Linked DNA regions of Danio rerio: region 1 is linked to region 2. The links are chromatin contacts, called in public Micro-C maps. All regions are on one chromosome and are shown on one strand. The core of a region is the stretch at or near the end of the contact, and the rest is flanking DNA. Distances in the headings are between cores, read along the strand shown.

The links. A called contact is a pair of places that touch in the nucleus more often than the background predicts.
Region 1: a contact with region 2 is called in a Micro-C map of caudal fin, with 15 times the contacts expected there. The contact joins the promoter of emx3 here to the enhancer-like site in region 2. A contact is called at or near these places in 11 of 18 Hi-C or Micro-C datasets (caudal fin, embryo, fibroblasts and 3 more) and 3 of 4 datasets of contacts at active chromatin or transcription factors (caudal fin, embryo and gastrula embryo).

Annotation. Positions count from the first base shown.
Region 1 is chr14:30,650,232-30,655,542 of GRCz12tu, reverse strand. emx3 (empty spiracles homeobox 3) reads left to right here and starts at 2,940. Exons shown (of 3, transcript NM_131279.2): 1 at 2,940-3,661. The coding sequence starts at 3,313.
Region 2 is chr14:30,541,027-30,546,098 of GRCz12tu, reverse strand. It overlaps ccdc69 (coiled-coil domain containing 69), which reads right to left. Exons shown (of 9, transcript NM_001423999.1): 9 at 2,684-4,782. The coding sequence ends at 4,608. Among named protein-coding and RNA genes, the nearest start is that of ccdc69, 21 kb to the right of the region's middle. Within about 2 kb of position 1,523, at least 10 of the 62 cell types and tissues checked have an H3K27ac peak or open chromatin away from gene starts, as enhancers often do.

The DNA.
Region 1 (5,311 bases), core at 1,691-4,190, 110 kb before region 2:
GTTTTCTAATAAATTAGAAAAAGACACACGTGACACATTTGGTATATTTACCTTCAGCCCACGACTGTCAATGATATTTGATTTTTAAGCACCCCTAATTTAGACTGGTGTAGTTGTTTACCACAGTGTGAAAAAAAACAACTAATCCAAATTAGGCTCCTATTTGTTAAACATTGGCTTTGATCATCGTCTGACTTAAGCTATACATATGTGTGGGATTTTGAAATGTTAATGGATGTGATCTGTTTACACATTTGACACTAGAGGGCGATGTTAGTAAAGATTGAGGTGGACCACCAGACTGCTTGTTCAGTAACTTGTTTCTGAAGACTGACGGACATCACATCTGCCACAATAACTTATAAAAGACCTGTGATACGCTCTATTAGCGAAAACAACTGACTGAAATAACTGATCACTAATTTTCCTCAGTGCCACAGCCTATTGTGCTTAGTGAGCATATTTGTTTGCTCACATTGACCTAAAATTGTTCACCCTTTATATATATAGTCTATATATATATATATATATATATATATATATATATATATATATATATATATATATATATATATATATATATATATAACAATACGTTGCGCGTTATCAAACGTAAGCCTAATTGAATTGAATTTACATAAGAAAATGTTTTAATGTGGATATTTATAAACAATTAATTTGAGATAAATTCATAATCTGTAAAGATTTACAATTACTACTAATTCATGTTTGTCATCCTCGTCCCCTTTTTTCCTTAATAGCGAATATGTGTTTAATAATTATGTGAATAATTAATGAACTGTTTTTTTCTTCATCATGTTCATTAAGTCAATATGGTCATCCATTTCATTAAGTCTCTGAGTCAGCTAATGACTAGTAAAATAACCAGTCTTGGCTTCTCCGTGTTCAAAGAGGGTTTAACACCAGTTAATTCCAGGCAGGGGAACAATAATCACATTTTAACTCGCCTTCGCACCCAGAATGCACACAAAAACTCCAACTGTTATAGCCTTTCAGCTGTGAACAATCTGCAATCAATTGCCAGAGGCAAAATTAATAGATGTTAATGGCCATTTGTATTTGAGGCAAAGGGGACAAAATTGGCCAGAGAAAGCTATTAATTATATGCAGAGGGACCGAGAAGGGAGGCACAAGAGGGCTGGAGACGGGCTGCTTTGGGGCTCAATGGGGTCTGTGCCCTGCGTGGTTCACATGGGCTTCCGCTGGGTGGATTGTGAAAGGCCTGAGCAGGGGGGCTTTTGTGGGACTCCTGAGTCGCGATTGTTCCTTCTCAAAAGGGTGACATCTGTCCAGGGTTTCCGAGACTCTGATCCACCCCATTAGCCTCCATCCTCTCTCAACAACTTATTGCGTTTGTAACTGACAAATGAGACAAGGAGAGGCACTCGAGACATGTCAAGCCGCCAGATCAATGCGCGCTCCCCTTGATCTGTGTCTGCTTCATTAAGACACCGTCAGAAAATACTTAAGCTCACAGTTGCCTTGATATTTCTGCTCATAAAAACGAGTGATATGTGTGCGTCAAAGGGATAGTTCGCCCTAACATTTGTTTATATTCTGCCATTATAATCCTCCATTTGTTCAAAACTTGTTTTTCTTCTGTTTAACACAAAGAGAGATGTTTTTAATGTAATAAAACAACCTGTGCCTTTTTTCCCTCCATGGATGTTAGGGGCAGTTTTTCCAGAATTTCTTGTTTTGTGTTCAACAAAAATCATAAAAGTTTATTTGAATGTGCGCAAATGGAAAGGAAATGTTCACTTTTGGGTGAACCAAGGTTTCATTGTGTTTCTTACAAAATAGCCTACTTTGCTTTTACAACGAATAAAACCCCAAGTTAAACTGTTAAAAATGAATGAACCAATCTAATTGCTTACAAAATGTTTCGGTTACAATTGTTTTTAATTGGTTAAAAATGATGATCGACCAGCCGAAGAAAGCACTTTTAAACTAATTAAACCAGTTCATTTGTTTGTTGTGAACCCATTTAACATTTAGCCTACACTTTTTTTCTGTTTATTAGACTATTCTTCCTTAAAAGATTCATTAAAGCTAATTTAACGAATTATTATTATTACAATACAAATCAAAACTAATTTAGGCTATTATTATGATATTAATAATTATAATTATAATTATTATAGCCTAATTATATAACAGTAACCTAATAGGCTAAGTAATTTGATCATTAGCTGACAAGGAATTTCGTGATTTAAGGTTTTTATTCGTTGTTGTGATGTTAGCGTTTTAATTCTTATATAAGGGGACACAACATAATTGAGCAAATGTAAAGAAAATTTATATTGTTTAATTTGTGTTTATATATATATATATATATATATATATATATATATATATATATATATATATATATATATATATATATATATATATATATATATATATATAGGCCGAACATTTCAGTGTAAAAAGAAAAAGTAAACCGTTAGCCTAATAATTGTGAGACCGTTTATACTAGCCTACACAATTATTAGGATATTAATAAAACTCTATTTGTGATTTCGACTACAAATAAATAACTATATAAACAAATAGCTTAATATCTAAATAAATAACGCAATGCATTTAAAAAAACATGTTGCCTAAATCAAATGGCAGGCCAAGTTATTTAGTTTTTCTCTTAGCTCAATAAGCTCATTAAGACATCAAGACTCAGTTTTGAGGGTTTGTCTGGCTCATTTTAAATTTATGTCTAGCCTTCATACATTTTTTGTTTTGACGCCTCCGTTCATATGTTGTTGAACTCTTTGTAGCAAACACAGAATTTCTTTACACAACACAAAATGGCAGTAATTGACTGCGAGTGCGTCGCGCTTGGATCTGCGCATGCGCACCACACCTCGCAGCCGGAGCTCCGCGAGCAGGTATTGAAGTTGGCGCTTGACAAGCCCTGGCGCACAAACTGACGGATCATCGATCATATGAAGAGCTCGCAGCGACCTGCATCCGAGGAGCCCATGCCTGCTTCACATACGAGACAGTTTCCGACGGTGCACGAGTTCTGCTCACACAAGGACATCAATGAGATCTGAATGAGTTTCAACATAACTGCTGACAGAACTCTCTCGTCCATTTGCAGCTATTGGAAGTGTATTGCAACCAACGAAGTTAACGGAGCCAGAGGAGACTTCTGAAGTTATGGATTGTAGAGGGACTATATAAATGTTATCTTCTTGACTTTTTTAAGAATCCTGGCTTCACTCCATCATCGGGTTCAGAGTGACCTGACTTCTTTTCTATTTAACTGAATATTTTTAATAACTCAGCACAATGTTCCAGCACAATAAGAAGTGCTTCACGATTGAATCTCTTGTGGGTAAAGACTCCAATTCGTCAAACGCTGCTGCAGACGAGCCCATCAGACCCACTGCTCTGAGGTTTACTGAGTCCATCCATCCTTCCCCCTTTGGCAGCTGCTTCCAGAATTCAGGCAGGACACTGTACAGCAGCAGCCCAGAGATGATGTTCACAGACCCGGCCACTCACTCCACCAACTCCGGCCTGTCTCTGCGCCACCTCCAGATCCCCACACAACCCTTCTTCAGTCCTCACCAGAGGGACACCTTGAACTTCTACCCGTGGGTGCTGAGGAACAGATATCTGGGACACCGGTTTCAAGGTAAGGAGCCGGGCGAAGACCTGTGTTCAGTCGGTGACAGGGATGTTGAAACCAGTGGAGGCCATGAAGTTAAAAACAACTCTGTTTTCTTGTTGATAGAATTCATAAGCACATATTTGTGTTAACTACAACAAAACAGAATATTTTTAAAGAATGAGTTAGTATTATCATGTGTTTACATTCACTTCAGTGTTTATTTAAGCATTGTTTTAAATATGACGCGTCGCACTGCATACACATCACAACTGTCCATGAGGCAGGCTTTTAATCAAATAATATAAAATAAAAATAACAACTAGCTCAAGATCATGACGTCCAAATAGATTTCAACTTTTGACTTTAAATTGGATTGTGTACGCAATTTGGTTTACGCAATAACCAATAATAAAACAATTCAAAACAATTGTACGCAGTCAACAAAATTAAGCCATAACGCTTATTTCGATCACACATTTATATTAGGCTATAAAAGATAAGAAAAGTGTTTTATACAAATCATTCTTTTCGGTTTGTTTCAAACATTCGTTGGCCTATTCCTTTAATATAGCCTAAATAATAGCCTGGCAAACATAAATAAAATATTAGGCTGAAGGATAATCGCCGTTTTATGTAACACATTTAGGTTGACAATGTTTGACTAGTTAAGATCATTTGAATAGAATATGCTAGATGCTAAATACCTTTTGTTTTTATATAAACTCTTTATATATTAGCTTTTGTGTTTAAATAAAACGTTTTCGGATTATTTTAGTAAAATTAAAAGATAAATTGCCATTTTACAAATTAAATAATAATAATAATAATAATGATGATTTTCTAAATGTTATTTTGGGAATATTAGTTTTTTTTAAGATCCACTGCATTTATACGACGTTGTAATTAAAAAGGTAAATGCGGTATAAGATTGAATTGCATTATTGCGGAGGAAGAAAATCTTTCCATATAGTCGAGATACACACAACATATTTATTCTATGTTTATGATTCCTACAAAGAGGAAACACATTTGTTTATATTACTGTACTGCCATAAAGATTTACAGCTCTTACAATGACCATAACAAAAAGCAATACGTGAATGTATGCTAACTATAAAAGACATGTTAACTTTTTTAGCAGTTATTTGGATGCTTTATAAAATTGATGAAGAAAGTAATTAATAATTTTCAATAAATTTGATATAAAACATGTACATTTGAATGATCTTTGTGAGATTAAAAATAGAAAGTTTTAAAACTTGTTTAAAATTAAAATTTTATTGTAATATTGCTATATTTTTATTTGAGATCATCATTTAATGGCTTTACTTGCACTGTTTGCATATTGAGTCCTTTAAAAAGCGTAATTGATACTGAGAGGTCCAATTTACCAGGCAATTTGTTAAAGCAGCCCTCAGTAGCTCTGTCCGTCTGACTCATTGCCTGACTAGAGGGGTGTGATGGGAAGCCCAGTCAAATTTGCTGTTAGGGTCTCGAGTCCTCCAGGGCATTGCTCAGGTAATTGGTGGAAGTCAGAGGTTGTTGTCACTATTACTCAGATCCGGGGTTCAGATAGAGCCTCTTTGTTTACACCCAGAGCCGGTCCTCTCACTGATGGTGTCCAATAACCAAGAAAACTACTGTTTAGACAAGGCTAAATGCAGCCGTGGGGAT
Region 2 (5,072 bases), core at 274-2,773:
ATGGTGTGTAAAAAAGTGGGGTGATAACCAGCCCCACACCTTTTAATCAAAGCTGTTTTCCCCGGGGTGCAATTTTCACCTTTTTTGTTCTAAGTCAAAGTGATAAGGAACAACTCAGCAGCCCCAAATAGCAATCATCTTATTTGAGAAGATTCGTGTCTGCCTTCAACCCCTGACAATTTATCCTGCTGTAATAAAGGGAAATTGTAATAAATACGGCGGCGGGATGTGTGCATGTGTGCGCGCCTTGCGCATCTTATCGACTAAGGGAGCAGGACTTGGAGCAGATGCAAGTCAACCACAACAGATAATTTTCGGTAATTTTAATGCACACGGGGACGCTTCTGCTGGGCAATTAGCAGATAATGGACAGAAAAACAGGTATTGTATTGCGAGCTGATCGATGTCATAAAGAAACAGCGCGTGAACTCAGGTGAGATGCAGCACAACAAAACTCGCGCGCCTTCCCGCCAACCTCACAGGAGGATCTTCCTTACCAATGCATGTATAAGCACAACAATACCAATATGGGCCTATATATATTCAAATTAAATTTTTAAAAGTATAATGATTTATTAGCCAAAATAAGTTTACAAAACTGTTAGCTATATTTAAGAACAGAAAATATATTGAGTTTAGATTTAATTAAACAGTATGTATTTAATGAAGGCTGTTCTAAGTAAAAAAACTAGGTTAAGTAATTTTCCATTATCTCAAAACCGAGTACGCACACAATAAACCAGCACATGCAAATCAGATTTTATTATTAGCTAAAGTGAAAATTAAATGAAACAAGAAATTGAATAAATATTGGAAGGCAAACTTTAAGACTAATAAGCCCTTACGACAAGTGTCTTAAAAACAACAAGAGCCTAATTGTGGTGCATTCATGGGGTAAAATGTGGTTAGAAAACCCATTTGTAGTAGTGATCACCCTGTTATTTTATTTTTATTTGCTCATACTTGCAACATCGTTTGCATTAAAAATTATGAATATGGCATAATTTGTCAAATGTGTCATGCAATTACTGAAAAAAAGGCAAAACAAACACTGGCCTTACAGTTACTATGCAATGCTCACATTCACCTAGTCCTCAAAATAACACTAGAAAGTTAGCTGCAAACATCTATAAACGACTGATTGACAGATTTAAATATATATATTATTTTTTATTGATGTTTTTACTTAATCCTGACACAATGGTGGATGCTGACTTGATCTGCTAGTGTTCACTTGGGCTGCCATGAAAACACAAGAGCTTCTCACAGGTGGCTGGTAAATGCTCTGGGAACCTCGTGACTTCACTACAGGGGTCTGACCTGTGCTTATCTTAGCGGCTGGGCAGGTATTGTCCAAACATGTCAAACAGACAGGCAACCGGTGAACCCAACATCCGCTCGACCAGCAAAAAGAGCCAGGCACTACTCCACGTTTAAGTGCTGGTGTAGTCTAATAGAGGGGCACCTCGGGGCAAACGTCTCAGTCTGTCAATCAGACGGCCTTCATGCTCTTATTTGTCACCAGAAACACCCACCAATCAGTGTCTCATTACACGCAACAGTGAAAGTTGTGAGGGCATTGACCTTACACATGAGGAAAAGTCAGCTGAAGGACAAAAGAGCAATTCGGGGTTTTATTGTATTGGAGCAATGTCTGTTCAGTCTGTAGAACAAACCAGACTACAGTAGTCAACATTTAAAGTGGATCAAAACATTTCATCAAATTTGTCTTAAAACTATTCAACACCATTTTAAAGGGGCAATTTTGAAAATCGTATACAGATTTAAAGTGTCTGATTTTAGATTGTATAAAATTACACTGTATAAAAAACTGTATTTAATAGCTTTGGCTACTTAAATATAATCCATTGATATTACCCATTTTAATTATGTTATCCCCCATCTTATCCTCATTTCATTGAGAACTCTTGTGGGGCTGCCCAAACTATGGTCATTATGCAGTGTCTTATGATAACAGTAAACTAATATGTTCAAAGAACTGCTGACTGAAGAATGACTTGCATGTTGTAAACAGTTTTTGAAACATACTGAGAACAAATCAATCTGAGCAACAATACACACTGTTATTTCCCTCATCAGTTTTTATCTTGAGTCACTGCTCCCCCTAGAGACAAAGCCTGTGTAAATCTGATCTTCATTCAGGACTCAATATAAGATCGAAAAATGGAGAAGCATACCGTGTCCTTTAACCACCATTATTGAACATTCCCTGCTTGATTAGCATATTTTTCTCAAAGCAGCCCTTTGGTTTGAATTTTTTTTCTGGAAGAATTTTAAGAGAGGGTGTCACAGTGGCTAGCATTGTCACCTTACAGCAAGAAGGATGCTGGTTCGAGTCCCAGCTGGGTCAGTTGGCATTTCTGTGTGGAGTTTGCATGTTTTCTCTGTGTTTGCGTGGGTTTCCTCCGGGTGCTCCGGTTTCCCCCACAGTCCAAAGACATGCGGTATAGGTGAATTAAGTAAACTAAATTGGTCGGAGTGTATGTGTGTAAATGAGGGTGTCTGGATATTTCCCAGTATTGGGTTGCAAATGAAAGGGCATTTACTGTGTAAAACATGTGCTGGATAAGTTGGCGGTTCATTCCACTGTGGCAACCTCTGATTAATAAAGACTAAGCCGAAGTAAAATGAGTGAATGAAATATTCAGAAATCAAAACACAATCCCTCTTATTCAGCTTTTATTGCTTGTTTTTCTTCTAAGAAACATCTTCCACCAAAGGCACTGATTCAGAGGTATATAAATGGCAGAAAATTAAAAATAATTCACAACAGTAAAAAAAAAAAAAGAAAAATATGGATGGTAGAAAGGCCATTGATTTACCAGTTATGCTATTAAAATAGCAAATCAATCACAGCTACTAGAAAGCAATCAAAAAATAAAAAATAAAAATGTAGGGGGCTCACAGTGAAACTGTTCAGAATTTTTAGAGTATTATTTTAAAATTGGATTAGTAACAAAATATTTTCTTGAAATAAATGCACACTGGTTATGTGGGCCAACAACAATTGGATTTTACCCCTACTTTACCAACAACTGAAAAGCAGAAGGTTTTGAAACTGAAAAACTATGGCAAAGTGTGCATAGTGTAGAAAAAAAAGCATAACCGGTAGTCACCAAACATCCATCACTGTACAGAATAAAAACACTGATATGAAAGTGCAAGTGCATCTAAAACAAATAAAAAATAAATCATGCTACATGACAAGTGCTCTGGCTCCAATGTTTGGATGCAAGAAGACAACTGTTTTAATATTACCTACTTATCTACTGTTTCCTAGAAAGAAAGAAAAAATAATGGGGAAAATAATGGGGAAAAAATGAAAAACAGGTATCAAAATTTGACAAAAACTGCTACTACGTAGTATATGGAAAAAAACATAGATAGTTCACCCAAAAATGAATTCTCTCATTATTTATTTACACTGTAAAAAAGGGTTTGCACACAATCAATTTGTGTTGGGACAACATGAATGAATTAAGTTAACTTAAAACATTTTACAAATCTAAATGGATTGAACAAACTAATTCAGTTGTCCCCCCCAAAAAGTCTACAATTGTGTTGTTTCTGTTTATTTTAAAGTAGTTTAAACAAACAGCAAACACATTTGTTTGAGTGCATTCCCCTCTACTTGTTCCAAACTTGAGTTTCTTTCTTTTGTAAAACACAAAAGACAGACACTGAAGAATGTTGGAAAAAGATTTCAGAATTTGCGTTCCTACTAAAGGTTACTAGTTTCCAATATTCTTCAAAATATCTTTGTGTTTTACAGAAAAAAGGAAATTAATAAGTCTAGGGCCACTTGAGTGCGAGTAAATGGTGAGGAATTGTACATTTTTAGCTGAACTATCTCTTTTAAATGCAGTTACCCAAACATGAAATGGGTAAATTTACTCACCATTGGTACATTTAACATGTCAATGACATCTTTTTTCACTTGGATAAGATTGCAGATTTTAGCTGAAACTATGGCGATTTGAGTCAAAATAAATAAATAAATAGATAAATATAACTGTAAAAGATACATGAATATCTTACGAAGCTAACCATATTTACCTTTAATCCACAGTGGATGAGTGCTTGTAATTGTATCATTTTATAAATAAAATTATGAAAAACTAACTGTTGTATATTATGCTGATCTCTTTGTTTCATAACACCTCAATGTATCATTAAGTGCCTCAGATATTTATGGTGGTTTGCCACTGACTTGCATTTCACAAATCCCGAAAAAAAAAAACCCAAAGTTTCAGCTAAAAATCTTTAATGATCTAAAGTCATTGACATCTGGCCTGACAGTGATTAAATTAGCATCAAATGTTCATTTTTGGGTAAACTGCCCCCTTCGCACTAACAACTAATGAATAGCTCCACAGCTAATTCAAAACTCAATAAAAAAAAAGATATGCAACATCTCTTAAAATACAATGTTATGTACAAAAATACAGTTTTGCCAGTTAAAATTATAAATGCAATGAGTAAGTCCTTTTTAGCTTCACTGCATGTTCACAACACTCCAAAATAACTGGCATTTAAAACAGAAGGCACGGGTCAGGATACAGTGATACAGTGGGTTAAGGCTTTAGTCAGCTGGGAGACACTTGTGTGGGAATGACTGAGGGCAGGTGGAAGGCGGAGCAGGAGTCTCTGCGGTGCAGCAGTTTAAACAGCAGCTCCTCTTTCTCCTGGATGAGCTTCTGATTCTGCAGGGACTGTTTCTCCAGCACCTCCTGCATGTCATTCTGCTCTTTGGACAGTTGTCTAAAAGAGAATGAAAAGCCAAAAATATTTGTATTAAGTGTTTTGGCCAGTTTATAATAAAGTACAATTCTCATCATAATCAAACCAGTAACTAAGTACGATGAACTGAGCTTAATAAACTACTAATTTGCTATTTATTAATAGTCATCAAGATATAGGGTTTAGGGATGTTGCATAAGGTTATACTTAAGTGCTAATATTGTATTATTAAGCAGGTAATTGACCAGTAGTTAATAGTGGGAATTGGACTAGTGTTACCAAATGTTTATGTATGATAAGCCACATACATA